Regions from separate parts of the Zea mays genome. Here region 1 is linked to region 2. A link is a contact called in public Hi-C data. All regions are on one chromosome and are shown on one strand. The core of a region is the stretch at or near the end of the contact, and the rest is flanking DNA. Distances in the headings are between cores, read along the strand shown.

What was found. A called contact is a pair of places that touch in the nucleus more often than the background predicts.
Region 1: a contact with region 2 is called in a Hi-C map of leaf, with 5 times the contacts expected there. The contact joins two enhancer-like sites. A contact is called at or near these places in 3 of 25 Hi-C or Micro-C datasets (ear, leaf and tassel).

What each region holds. Positions count from the first base shown.
Region 1 is chr2:112,820,710-112,828,093 of Zm-B73-REFERENCE-NAM-5.0, reverse strand. No RefSeq gene overlaps it. Among protein-coding and RNA genes, the nearest start is that of LOC100281162, 59 kb to the right of the region's middle. Within about 2 kb of position 5,538, at least 14 of the 20 cell types and tissues checked have an H3K27ac peak or open chromatin away from gene starts, as enhancers often do. A contact at or near this core is called in ear, leaf and tassel, where this site is marked.
Region 2 is chr2:113,023,424-113,030,576 of Zm-B73-REFERENCE-NAM-5.0, reverse strand. No RefSeq gene overlaps it. Among protein-coding and RNA genes, the nearest start is that of LOC118476345, 60 kb to the left of the region's middle. Within about 2 kb of position 2,431, at least 12 of the 20 cell types and tissues checked have an H3K27ac peak or open chromatin away from gene starts, as enhancers often do. A contact at or near this core is called in ear, leaf and tassel, where this site is marked.

The sequences.
Region 1 (7,384 bases), core at 4,289-6,788, 210 kb after region 2:
AATCTATCTTCATCTTCTCCAGGAAAGTGACTGGGTAAAATCTCCTTTCAAATTGCCTGATAAAAACATCCCAGGTCAGGATTCCCGGTGAAGACGAGTGAGCCGCCTGCACACCTCTCCACCAAATTTGAGCCTCCCCTTCAATATTTGTGTGCCAAAGCGAATACGATTCCCAAAAACAATCTCAAAAACATCCATCTTATCTTCCACATAAGTCAGTCAATCTGCCGCCTCAACCGGAGTACCATTGCCATCAAAAGTGTCCAACTTCATGCCCATCCACTGCATCAGAGAGAGACCACTGACGGGAAGGGGCACCTCAGCCCCACCACCTGGACCAGCACCCGCAGGGACAGCGCCCCCGGGAACTCCTTCAATACTGGCATCCTGAGCACCTGTGGCCTGAGCAACACCAGCAGGAGCAACGGGAATGGCTTGCCTCAGAATGGCCAACTCCTGCGGCATGGCCTGCATCGCGGCTAACATTGTCGCTGAACTCATAGAATCCCCACTATGATCTTGCGGGCTACCATGAGCCCTACGAGGCGACATAGCTGCAGCCACAGGAGTAAATAAATAAATAAATAAAAATAGAACAACATCAACTTCAAGTAAAACAAACGAGCACTGACAATTCATAATATAGCAATAGTAAAGCAAGCAACCCCTCCTATATGTGTAGTGTGTCAATTTATCATCATTTTCATGCTAGGACCTACAACCTATCCCTTTGATACCAACTGTAACACCCAAAGAACCCAAACACCTCGGGTGTCACCAAAATAACCCTTCCCACAAACTGTTGTGTATAAAAAGATAAAGAAAGAAAGAAAAATTCGGCAACACCACCCTTGAAAGTTGCATAAACGAGGAAACCACAGTGTATAAACATAACGCAAGAGAAGAGTAAACATTCAGAACATTATTAATTTAGCTAACCAAAAGAACAACCACCATAATGACCAGAACATGTTAAACCACTTGCACACACTATTTAAAAGTGACCAACATCCTTGACCCGAAGCCCCTGATTAAATACATTACTAACCAGTGGTAAAGTTGTTTAGAAGTGTAGGTGAACGTGCTGCTACTTCCCTCCTTTTCCCAAGCAAGGTTCAAGTGCCTGCATCAAGCAATGCAAGAGTGAGATGACACATCTCAACAAGTAAAATGATTAACCAACAGTTAGACAACGTAAATACAGTGTTTTACCAACCACAGAGTTCACAACTCACTTCTTAAATATTAGAGTGCAGCAAGAATACAATGTACAAACACCTAGTTCCCAAATCACAAAGAGGAGATTCACAATAATAACATATCAATGACATGTTCCACATATTCCTCATGAGTGCATATGACTACAAATGCAATAATGACTTCTGCCTTCATATCTCTAGGGATATGAAGTTGCATCGTACCCCTCCTCGGGCAACGTACTATGCTTATTGTACCGGTACGATCGGACCATATGATCGCGACATAACTTCAATGCACAAATAAAAAAACTGATGGATGCACTATGCATGACAAGCCAACATAATTCCACATCATTTAACACGCGTTAAATAGATATTTCAACTTCATAAAAAATAGGAATCAACCTCCTATAATCATCTCGAATCAATGGCCTCAATATTTTTAAAACGTTAAAGCATGAATAATTCGAACAACAATTCTTATAATGGAATTCAATAACGAACACAGTCGATACTTATATAAATTCAAAAGCAGGGCACCAAACACAATCGAACGGTATAAACCACCATTGCATTTACTTGCCTTCACCGGGAATTTGGAATGGTACTAAGTACGATCCGGAGGTCCACCAACTATTTGGCATAAAACTTAGTGCACACATTCACATAACAATCGCTAATAATCAACACCGTACCTACGCACAATCCCAACCCATCGCGAACAACACCTCTCCCCGCCACCCACCAAACTGCAGCAGCGCTGCTTGTTAATTTCATAACTTTAAAATTATAACAGCAATAATATCAAACAAAAACTCCAGAAATATCTACATAAAATCCCACACAAGTTTTGTATTCAAAAGATAATTAAATTCCAACATCTCGATGGCCCGAAATAGCTGATAAAGTACATCCTGCATTCTGTTTTTTGGACAGCAACCTAGCTGAGTTCAAAATGTGATATCTTCTAGAACATTACATCGAATTGAACGCATAAGTAATCTATGGAAAGATATGATAAATCTCTACATGAATTTCATAGTGATTACAGCTAATCGTCCCCGCAAAAATCTCAGAAACTGCCAACACTACTGATGTCCGCCCGCCACCAAAAATCAGGACAGCACCACTACCAATTCGCCTAGGAGAATGGATAACTAAAAGAAATTGCAGCACAATTACAAAATAAAAACACAAGATCACCTTGAATTCCTCCTTCACCCCTTTCTTCTTCCTCCCACAAAACTTCCAATGGAGACTTGCACCAACTCAAGACGGATCTAAGGGGGAAGAGGTGGCTACACCTTGGAGAGGAGGAAATGGTGAGGACGGCTAGGGTTTGATGGGGAGGAGGGGGCGGCGGCTGCAAATGAGTGGGAGAGGGAGAGGAAGAGATGGTCGGCTGCAAAGAGATGGAGAAGATGGGAGATAGGGGGTCGGCTGCAAGGGAGTGGGGGCTACAAGGGAGTGGGGGTGAGAGGGGCGGTTAGAGTTAGAGAGGAGAGGGGGCCTCCAATCCATAGGATGCGAAATCAACGGCCCACAACCCAAACTCTCCTCTAAGCTCTCGGCCCCAGCGAAAGAATGCCAAAAATCTACCGTTTCTCTGAGATATGCACCTCCTAGAACTCCAAACCCCAATGGCACAGAGCACGAAAGAGGAGGGAAAAGAAATTTAACTTCTTTTCAGAAAATTGGGTATCACAGCTTGAGGCAACTAACATCTAAGGAGTTATTCGTGTGCATCTCATAACCACTTCGGTCAGCATCACTTGCATTCTCCATTGGCTCATCAAGATACAGAGTCTTAAGAACATACTCCTTATTTTTTTGTAGAGAATAACTCTCAAGTTACAATACTAATCATTTCAATTTGTTCTAGTGAGTTTTTCTTTGTCAAGAATCAGTCAGAAATTAAAACCAGTAGGAGAATTAGGTGTCATCACTACAACAAAATAAAAAGCAAGGTTTAGCACTATATTTACTTTAAGCTTTCATGAAACGATTTAACAAAATATTCTTCCACTGCATATTTTGCAATCGTCTTCCCTACAATGACATATAGTGGTCAAACCAAAGAAATCGCTATGAAAATCTCATCATACTGATCAAATCAAGTTGATTTTTAGATATTCCAATTGCCTCTATTTTCTTTGTCAATCATATTGACAATCGCATGAGGTAGAATGATAACAGTACGTCCAACTTGAATTTGTTGTCTTTTCCAACCTAAAAGATACACACTGTTAGCCTAGTTGGTGATTCTAGTCGGTAGTGGCAAGTTGTGTGAGTAGTAAAGAGGGAAAACGAACTGATCTTATATATCGATGGTGATTCTAGCTGGTAGGGGCAAAGAAATTATGCGACTATACTGATACCTACCTCATCTATCTCAATCCATGTTATAACTAAAGTAAAACTAGATCCAATCTACTATACATATCACCTATATACAAATCATCTAGATAAACAATTATGCATGACCTAACTTCGATACCACTATTGGAAAAACGTATATGCTACATACTAGCATATCTACCACGTTGAGCCAAGATAGCATACGAGTAGACAATTATGGGTTGTTATTACTAGGCGTGCAGTGTCGCGGAAGAATACGTCGATGTAGTGGAAGTAGCTGAACGTCCTCGTGTTCATCTGTCATGCTCAAGTTCGTTGTAGATTAACGCCGCAACAAAACAACGTATCCAAGGTATCCATATGTGTGGGGGATGAAATGTTGTGATACCGGTGTGCGCGCGTAATCCTAGAAAGAGAGGCAGCAGCTATACGATGATCTCTTAAGCATGTCAGCCTATTATGGACCCTTACTAATGGGCTTTTACCTAAAGGACTATAAGCGTTCTTATGGATCTTGATTACTTCTTGAATATGGTATTCACGACTCTACGGTGGAGAATGTAAGTATGATTTAGCTACTAGACGACGAATGGTGTCTCCACGATGACAATGCAAGTGGTGCTCACGTACTATTCTATTCAAACACCAAATCTAGTACATAATGTGCGACTTATTTGTCCTTGGCTATACCAAACGCACGCGCATGCAACTTTATAATTAATCAAGCCCTTTCGCGACCCGAAAGATACACACACTCTAGTTGGTTGGCAAATTGTGCGGGTGGTCAGAGGGAAAGTGAATTGATCTTATGCCCTGATGGTGATTCCAACCGGTAGGGAAAAATAAGTTGTACGACTATATCCATAACTACCTCATCTATCTCAATGATACTATAAACGAAACAAAATTAGATCCAATCTACTATACATATCGTCTATATGCAAACCATCTAGATTAACAACTATATGACCTAGTTCATGTACCATGTTGAAAAACGTGCATGCTATGCACTAGCATGTCTACCGTATTCAATCAAAATTAGACCAGTCCAGTGGGTCGGTAGCAGTAGCAGTACCATCCGCCGCGTACGGGTTGAGAAGAACCTTGTAACGAATTTTTTAGCCTTGTTGGTACCTACCTACCACGTCAAATCCAACTTTGTGGCAACTGTGTTTCCAAAAGGGCAATCATTATTAACTCCCTTTCTCCGTTGTTGCAATTTATTAAAAAAGTGTCTTTAATTACATACTGATTGTCGTCTAATTAAGCCACCAGCAGGCTAGCTCCAATAAACAGAAAAGGCACAAGCTAGCTAGTAACGATGGAAATACAGGCAGCTAGTACCAAAAGTGACAAGTCTCATGCATGGTAAGAGCGCGACCTGCTACCCAACTCCAGCTGTTGCGCAACAACACATGCTAATACCCCTGTGTCAAAAACATCCATGAGATCGAGCACGAGCACAAACGCCATCTCCAATAGCCGCCGCTTAATGATCACACGAACTTTGAACCATCTAGGTGATGACAATCAGCCATAACAGCAAGGATATGATCTATTTGAGTCAACGAACGATATTTAGCCTCTTTTCATTTCTTAGGGCCTGTTTGACACCGAAATATTTTTTGCGGTTCTGATAAAATAATGTGGTATCCGAGAAAAACCGAGGTATTATCAGCCATCGGGTGTTTGGTTGGGTTTTGCATACTACGGTTTTAAATAGTACAATACCTTCATAACTATAGTATTTCCGAAGTTTTGGATATTGAACTCGGGACCAAAGTTTTGCCTTAGCCACTACCATCGAGGCCACTCACTTTGTGGACGAAGCTGTCGTCGTGTCCATGGTCACCTCACAACAGCAGCAACTCATATACCAGTCGCAATACGCATCGACCAGGACCGACTACACCATGTACAGGCATGGCACGGCTATGCCACTGTGCTGGGCCGGGCTGGCACAGGCTACATTGGCTACCTAGACCTGGCACGTCAACAATCTCGCGGGTTGAGCCGGGGCCAGGAGCACGGTTAGCCCGGCAGTGTTGTGCCGGGCCCGGGCCATCAAAAGAGAGCCAAATGCACAGAATTACATAAATCACGGAATTACACTTAAGACATGGAAAATCATATAATTATACACATAAGACATCTCAGAATTTCATTGTACACATAAGGCATTTACACATAAATCACATAATTACATTGTACACATAACTACATAAGACAGTCATCTCAACATTTAAAAGCCAAGTAACCATCACAGAACAAGACAATTAGCCAATTAGATAATTAATTTCGAGCCTTAGTGCAATGCTGCCTCATTAAAAACCTTCTTAGGTAAAAACTCATACCTCGTGAGAAAACCCAAGAAAGGAAAAGAGTATAGCCAGCTCCTTATAAAGTTCATAGTCCAGTTCACAGTCCATGTCCATAGGTATTACAAAACAACATAAATAGATATAAAACCAGAAGCATTTCAAGCTTGTCTGGCTCTACAACTTTCTGGTAATGGTTCCTTCCTCCTCCCTACTTGTTCAGGAACAAGTGCCTTGTCCTTCTTAATGCTACTTATTGCAGATCCTCCCTCCATTCCCTTGCTCCCTGGTGATACTTGTTGCTCTAGGTACATAACTTCAAAAGCTGATTCAAGCTCCTTGGTTTCCTTCTCCACAGTATGTTGCTTGTGTTGGTCAGCCTATTCCTAGTCTTTTATGCATGAGAACACCTCCACCATATCCATTGTCAGCCGTCGTCGCCGCTCCTCGAGCACCCTGCTAGGTAGACTGAAAGTGGATTATGAAGATATAGTAGACACAGGGACAGTCATAATATCTCTAGCAAGTATAGAAAGAATTGGGTAAGTCTGATTATGTCGCTACAACCAACTAAGAATGTTGAAATCTGGACCAAACTTAGTCTCATTGTCACTATAAAGGTAAGAAGAGAGCTCGATAGAGAAGATGAACTACCTGTCGGGTACGATAATTAGGGGTACCCAGATTACGCCACTAAAACGCGCTTAAAATCCTAAGGACTCCGTCAAGGTACGTCCTCCGAGAACAATGAACCAAAACTCCGCCTCGCCCGAGATCCCCCTCAAGGGTCTTCCCAAAACTCCGCCTCGCCCAAGCCCTATCTCGGACAGGAAGTAAGCTCGGGAGAATCTCTGTCCCGGCAGAGGCTCCCTCACCCTAGGGCAGCCATGTCCGCCTCGTCCGAGCCCGCCTCAGGCGATAAAGACAAAGCATGCCCGAGGGCCGTTGGGAGACAACCGCATTAAATGCGCACACCTACCTCACGCCGGGCCACAGGTGAATCTTTCAATAGGATCACGGTCTTGTCAAAAGATTCACCAACATCATTACGCGTGCGCACGCCATCTGACAGCCCCTGATGGGATGCGTAATACGACAGGATGCGGACCACACCGCGGACACAAGTTCTGCCTTGCCCAACGCAGAACTCAGCCTCGGGGCTAACTCCGCCTCACCCGTGAATCCTGTGGAAGGCCACTCCGTCGATTGTGGCACGTGTCATCAGATCTCAAGACAAGGCTTGGTCGCAACCTCAGACGGACCTCCGCCTCGTCCGAGCTCGGTTCTTCCCTCGATATCTGTGATAGAGGACATTCCCAATGTCATCAGAAACAGTGGAGCTGACACATCCCACAACATGCTTTTTCCCATGACGGGCACTGTGTCGACCACTACGGTATGGGCAACCCCATGCCAGGGGGCTTGGGTACGTGACCGAGCCCTCCGCCTCGGCCTCGGCTCTCAACAGAAAACAAGCAAGCACAAGTCAACGACAAAGTACAAGCCCAT
Region 2 (7,153 bases), core at 1,182-3,681:
AATTTAATGTTGCAATCTGTTCATGGTCGTTATAAGAAAGTTGTAGATGCTTTTCTGATCTTGCTTGTGTTAAAATTTCATAACCATCGGACTGATAGTTTAAGAGTTATGAATTTTACAAACTGGTTGTTGTGTTCTGTCCTCTGTCAGAACAGATTTCAAAAACTGTAATGTTTGATTTGATTAAACCTGGAATCATTTTACAAACTGGTCGTTTACAGTGTCTTGCAACATAATGTTAGTTCGCTAACATGTACTTAAAGTATCTTGTGCTATTTCATTATATTCATACATATGCATCTTGCATCTCATTTAGGACCGAGAGAGGATGATCGTGCAAGTGATGTGGTGCCACCCACAAGATGCAGTCGGTGGACGATCCAAGGAAGGATGGACATAACCAGTGGATGCTCGCCAAGCGAGTACCTCCCCCAGCAAACACTATCTGAGTGTTAAATTAAAGGCAAGCCCCGGTTTTATACATAACCGTTTATATATGCTATTTTACTACACTTAATGTTTGTAGGCCTGTACTGTGCACTTAAGTATAGGAGTTGCCTGAAACCCTAGTTGCATGAACTCAGGATTCCTTTTGTGATGGATACTAGTATGCTAGGTCGAGTAGCTGCTTTATTAATTAAGGATCTCGGTAGAAGTCGAGTGATTTTTCTAGCACTCGTGCGAGGTCAGGAATTGGTTGTATCCAATTTGATAACAGAATGGTGATGGTCTGTGGACACGGGTCCATGGGGACGCGTGGTCTACGAGATGAAAATTGGAATAAGGATTAACGTGCGGATACCTGTGTCAAGCGTTTGAACGTACTAAACACATGCCGAGAAATATGGTAAATTGGTAAGCCTAGTACCTGAGTGAACCTGGAAGTGGACATATCCCCTCACGTGACCTGAGACGTGGTCTCCCATTCCGGTTACGATGGGTACAAGTGCGGTCACTGCACGACGGCAGTCGGGGTCAGTGAGGCATTGTACGCCAAGGCGGTGAGCCCTGATCTGCTGACGGGGAATCGATGGGGACGGTTGATGTGTGTGGGGACGGAGTGCCTCGCCACGTCGTGTGTTTAGGTTTACCTTGCAAGGATAAAAACTCGATTCGAATCGTCTGCTTCTCGCAGCTAATGAGACTGCTTGATCCATTGTACTGCATTGAGTAATAAGTGGAAATGAGATTACTGGCAAAAGATGTTGATTGATAAAATGTTTGATACCATGTATGAATAGCTAGGTGCACATCTAGTAAAGAGGATCATACTATAACTTGAAAAGCTAAAACTTGATTTTAGACTCAACTAGTGCTTTTGGCAAACCAAACCCCTCGGCCAAACAACTGCATGTTTAGAGGTAGAGGAGTAGACTCCTCACACCGGGTAAGTCTAGCTGAGTATTAGTATACTCAACCTTGCTTGTGGCACAATTTTTGCAGGTACTCCTTAGGATGATTGGTTGATGGTGTGACTTGGCCTTCATCCCTGCCACCGGGATAGATGGTCGAGTGGGTTATTGCTTCCGCAGGAGAGGACCAGGAGGAGTAGCGTGGCCAGGCTTTGCCATACTCGGTTTTCTCCGTTAGTTATTTCCGCTGCATTAAATTTATGGTTATTATTTCTGAAACTCCGATAATGTAATCACTAATGATACTTATTAAATTTGTGGTATTATGTTTTATTGTATTTCTCTGTGCCTCATCTTCGAGTGAGCTAGTGGTATTCGATCCTGGTTAAGTGGCTTTATCGGACTAGATCCGAGAGACTGACGGTTTATTACTATTTAAGTGTGGTCTAGCCTCTAAGGCGGGACTTAGGCACTTAAGTTGGAATAATTCGGGCGGTTCCGCCACACCTTTGCAGCGATAGTAGTCTCTACAATGAGATGACCGTATAACATCAAGAGAGCTGTAATACTCAAATACCTTGCAGAAAAGACATGTTGTGCTTGTGTAACACCTTTTCTTTTTTCTTTCATGCCCTGCCCTTTTGTGCAACATTGTTGTAATGCTGTGTAATCAGCCGTACAGATAAACCTACCATGCTTAGAGACTGTTTATTTCCTTCCAGGATTATATAATCTAGCTTATGTATTATATAAGACCTGCTTATGGATTATCATAATAATCTAGGTATCTAAATTATATAATCCACCTAATAATTTATGTTGTTTATTTACATCTCAATTTATTTAATCTAGATTATATAATCTAGATAGTAAACAAAAATGGCCTTAATCCTAAACCTGACCATTTTTTTCGTTCCCTTGTCATGTGATTGTGATTTATCTGTCTCAATGTACTACAGTTGTTCACAGTTTTGCACGCTTTTGGAATAAAAAGAAAAATATTATTTATACTTGCTACACAACTTTCGGCCTGTCGGGAGGAGCCCATGGTGGGCTGAAACATGGGCTTTAACACGGAAGTTTTTGGACGAGGTTCAGAGTGGCTTAATGTAGAGGCCCATTCAGCCCTAATTCACTCATGCTCATGAAAAGAAAAACAAACTGGGTTTACATATTGGATCGTTTACAATTTTGTAGGGGTTTTAAACACGCGTGAAGTGCTTCCATTTTAAAAATCTTGAAAACGGTAATGTTTAGAGGACATGCTGTAAAGAGTTGTGCCCATGCATGAAGTTTTTCTCAACTAATTATGAGAGACATATGAAAACCATGTAGTACTCACAGTAATGTCATGATCTCACCCTTGCGTTATCATACTATATATACAATCATGTGCTATGATTTTTCGTGATACAGATAAATTCCAGCTTAGATTTTCCGGCAAAAAAAAGAAGGGAATTTATATTGACTGACCCCATCAGCTTGTGTTTTGTTGGCTCATGGGCAGATTTCAGCAAGATAAGGCTGTGCATTGCAGCCACATGCATGGGCAGATCCACAGGACAAGGATGGAAACCTTTGCAACACACAATGTTCGATGAGGGTAGCATCCGTTTCACTACGTGGTGGTGTACGTGTAGCACACATGTGTGGTGTGGCCGTGCATGTGGGGGAAGATCGAAGATGCATGCAATCGCGTCCAAGATTCATGAAGAAATATGGAGAGCATGCTTCTGTGCATGCCCGACCCAATATGATGGTGGAGTCAGGAATGTAGCACTTCGTATTCTGTTGCAGTACACATACTTATACGGTATTTGATTTGAGAAATGACTTCATACGTTCTAAATGAGACGGTGAATCGTGAGATGCGGTCAATCTCGAGATCATTTTTTCTTCTTCTCAAATTTGACGAAATGATTTTATTTCGTTTACGAGTATATTAACTATTAAGGAATGAGATAACGATGGATGAAGTCATTCCATTTCACAAACCAAACAAAAAGCTAAAAAGTGAATATAATGGACTAAGATATTTCTCAAATTGAATCAAATACCATATTTATAAGAATGGTGATATATAATTGCTTCACAACAGAAAGCTCAGTAATAGCAATATAGAACCTGTTTAGGAGGGCTCTCAAACTGTCTCCGATTTCGGCAGACGTCCTCCCAAACGGTGCCAAAAACAGCTCCTAACAAAGAGCATTCAGAAATTGGAGCCACATTGGGGGAGAAGTCGGAGCTAAAAAAACTGGGTCTGTACGGCTCCTCACCCTGCTCCTAGTCCAGTCCCTCACGCGCCCGATCCAGCGTTCGTCACCCCGCATGTGACATTGCCTCTCCACCTAGCGCTAGCCGCCCGGCCCCCGACATCGTTGGTGCACGCCCATCGTTGCCTCCCTGCCCAGCGCCCCTGTCGTGGCCTCGCGTCGACATCCGCCACCCCCATGCCTCAGCCAGGCTATTGGTCATCAATTTTTATAATTTATCATGGCCATAAATTGTTTATGCATTATTTGTATATACATGCATGAGGTGTTCATGCAAAAGGCTACATAGAGGTACTATGGACATTTGCCATATATATATCAAACAAAAAATACAGGAGGAGTCGTTTTGCCAAACGATTTGTTAAGAAGACACTAGAACCTGTGGAGTATTTGCTCCTGTAGTGGAGCCATAACCAGAGCCATTTTTAGAGGAGCTGGAGCCCTGTCAAGCAGGCCCATAGTTCTCATGGAAAAACCTAAAAACTAGTGCATGGCAGCAAATGGGTTCAGTATTGTATCTTCATGGCGGTATTTTTATATCTTGTGACACTAGTTGAGTGATTTAGACTGGTTACACACCTATTACTTGATGATTGTTGTCACCTAGACAACTTGGAGTTTGTGGGAGCATTGAGCGGTTGATAGATATTGTAGCTAGCTCGGATCATTCTTGTCAGGTGCTTTTGTGCTTATTCCCCATAGAAAATTTACAAAGAGCAAGTATAGTGGAATAGTGGCTCATGAGTGCCTCTCTAAAATGATTCTTACAATGGCCAATTAGCTTATAAATCATCTAGTTTAAACTCCCCATAATAAGGACATAGATTATCGATAAGCAACTAAATCCTAGGGATAAATATTATGTCATATCTTTCCTTGTGTGGTTTGCACTCCAAACTATTGTTGTAATTACACTTGTTATATGATACAAGTTTATCTACTCATGTGTAATTTGTGATTAAGTTTTATCTCTTGTTTATTGATTAGCTTCGATTCGTCATATAATTCTTTTATAAGCTATGTGTTATAATATTTAATAATTCTAAAAGTCCATATTAAATAAGCTATAATTACAATTTAATATTATATCTAAAGTTCATGGGATGGTAACACAGTTTATATGATTGGATCTTGTCACAGTTGATTACTCCTTTTTTCATTTTAAAGAGTGGCATCATATATCCTCTATCTCGATCGAGGTACGAAGGTCAGAATAAATAGAATAATAATGAATGAAAAAAGAGAAAATCTTTTAGCTGAGTAAGGGGCGAATGTAGCCAAGTGGATCAAAGCAGTGGATTGTAAATCCACCATGCACAGGTTCAATTCAGTCGTTCATTCATAGCATTATTGTAAATTTCAAAAATGCAATTTTTCATATAAATATGGCGACCAAAATAAAACTATCACTATATTTTTTCCTAGTTCTTCTTCTAAGCACAAGATAAAGTTAGATTGAGAAAAGGGTCGAGGTGTGCCACTGCTACACACGCCGTCGCCACTGAGTCAAGGCACAATTAGATTGTAACTCTAGGAGTTTTGTGTTGCCCGCTCTGTTCTCTTGACCTCCGATCTCTCACACATGCTCAGTTCTCTTGGGTTTTTTATACTAGAAAAAGGAGGCGCGCTTCGCGACGCCCTACCTCCATTAGTCGAATGCATTAACAAACTTCATTTAGTACGATTCAAATGCTAATTTACAGCGAGAACAAAAACGACAACATGTTTATGATCCTACAGAACTGAATCCCTAACGTTTATTAATTAATCCACATGTCAATATCGATTATTAGGCTCAAAGTAACTCTTTTATCTCTTTTTGCAACATTGCACCCCTCGATGACTTTGTCTCGCCATCTGCTCTTCCATTTTGTTCATCTAGTCAGAAAGCCAGAATATACCTTTCCACAATAGGTGTAGACCAACAACAACGATTATGGATAGCAAAATAATCAGTAACACTCTCAGAGTGTAAGTCTTCACTTCATGCAAAATATAGATATGTTATAAGGAGCACAATTTTCAATGAAAGTGGCACATGTGCGTAGATTACAAAGCTGGAATTTTGACATTTTAACTTCTTGCATGTGGTCACGCTGCTTACTATGTTTGGGCACATTTACCACTTCCACAACAGGGATCTGATTAATTGAAGGCAACGGAAATGAACACAAATGCACCAATATAGTTTGATGGTCAAAAGATTTGCAAAGAACAATACAACATATAATTTTTTGTATTAAAATAATGGTAAGACTCAGTACCTTGTTCTCCTGTCTTTCCGGAGATGCAACTCTGAATCTGGAGCCTTCAACTTCTGCTTGCAATCTTCACCGTAGGAAATTAAGCCAACTCCAAACTAGCTTTTAGGTACTTCTGGATCATGGCCAGACTCGTGCTATCCCTTGAGTACATCTTGACATCGCCACTTTGTTTCAGAATGTTGCAGGCACAACGGGTGTTGACCCTGATAGCTGTAATATCCACTTTGTAAGAAAAATCTAAAAAGAGAAATTATATTACTTTATAGCCATATGTGTTATCCATGTTGATCGTTTCATGTGAACACCACACATAACAGACAAATAAATGACAAAAGACACCTAAAAATAATACATGCATCATGTTGGGAATTTGTTTTGTGTGCATTTTGTGTCAATATGAAAATAATATGACAAGAAATATATCAAAATTCCAAAAGGGAAATTTAGGATATAAAAGAAAAAACTAGAATTAGAAGTGGAGAAAAAGTATATATACAAAATAAATATTATAAATGAAGGTAATAATAGTATGTGAAAAATTATACTCTTAATTTGAGGAAGGTTTACCACATAGTTAAATTTGAATTTTGAATTCAAATGGAAAGGAAAAACAAATCATGAAAAGAGAAAAAGAAATAAAAAAAGAGAAAACCTACTGTTGGCCGAGATCAACCAAAGCGGCCCACTCCTTCTCAGCAGGCAGCCCACCTCGCGCGCAATCTCTACCGCGCGGGCCCCGCACGTCAGGTTTCTACGCGCGCGCACGTCGCAGATCTCGCATTCTCGCTGCGTGTGGGCCCTGACGGTCAGGCGCCACCTCCCTCTCGCCAACAACCTTGCCGAGTCTGGCGGCGTCGGGAGCGAGGCTCGTGTGGCCGTTGTGGTCAACCAGCGGATGCCCTGGCTGCGCAACTCTATAAAGATCAGGTACATGCCCTGTTGCGCTATCTCGGCCATCTCGTCAGCCCTCGCCGCGACTAGAAAACCACTGCCGAGTGCCGCCGTAGCGGATTAGCATCGTCGGCCTCGTCTAGCGCTCGCGATACACTTCCGGAGAATCAGGAGGGTGTGTGGATCGTGCACCAAGAGGAAATCGTGCGTGCCGATCCACGGCCAGGAGTGAATTGCTCGCCGGAGTAAGACAACCGCGCCGCGCCGCTGTTCACCGCGGACTGACCTCCAGGGCGCGCCATTCTCGGTGAGTATTGGCTCCTTTGTTTCGTTTTGCTTAGAGCTACGTGACGCAACCGACATATTGGAAGAT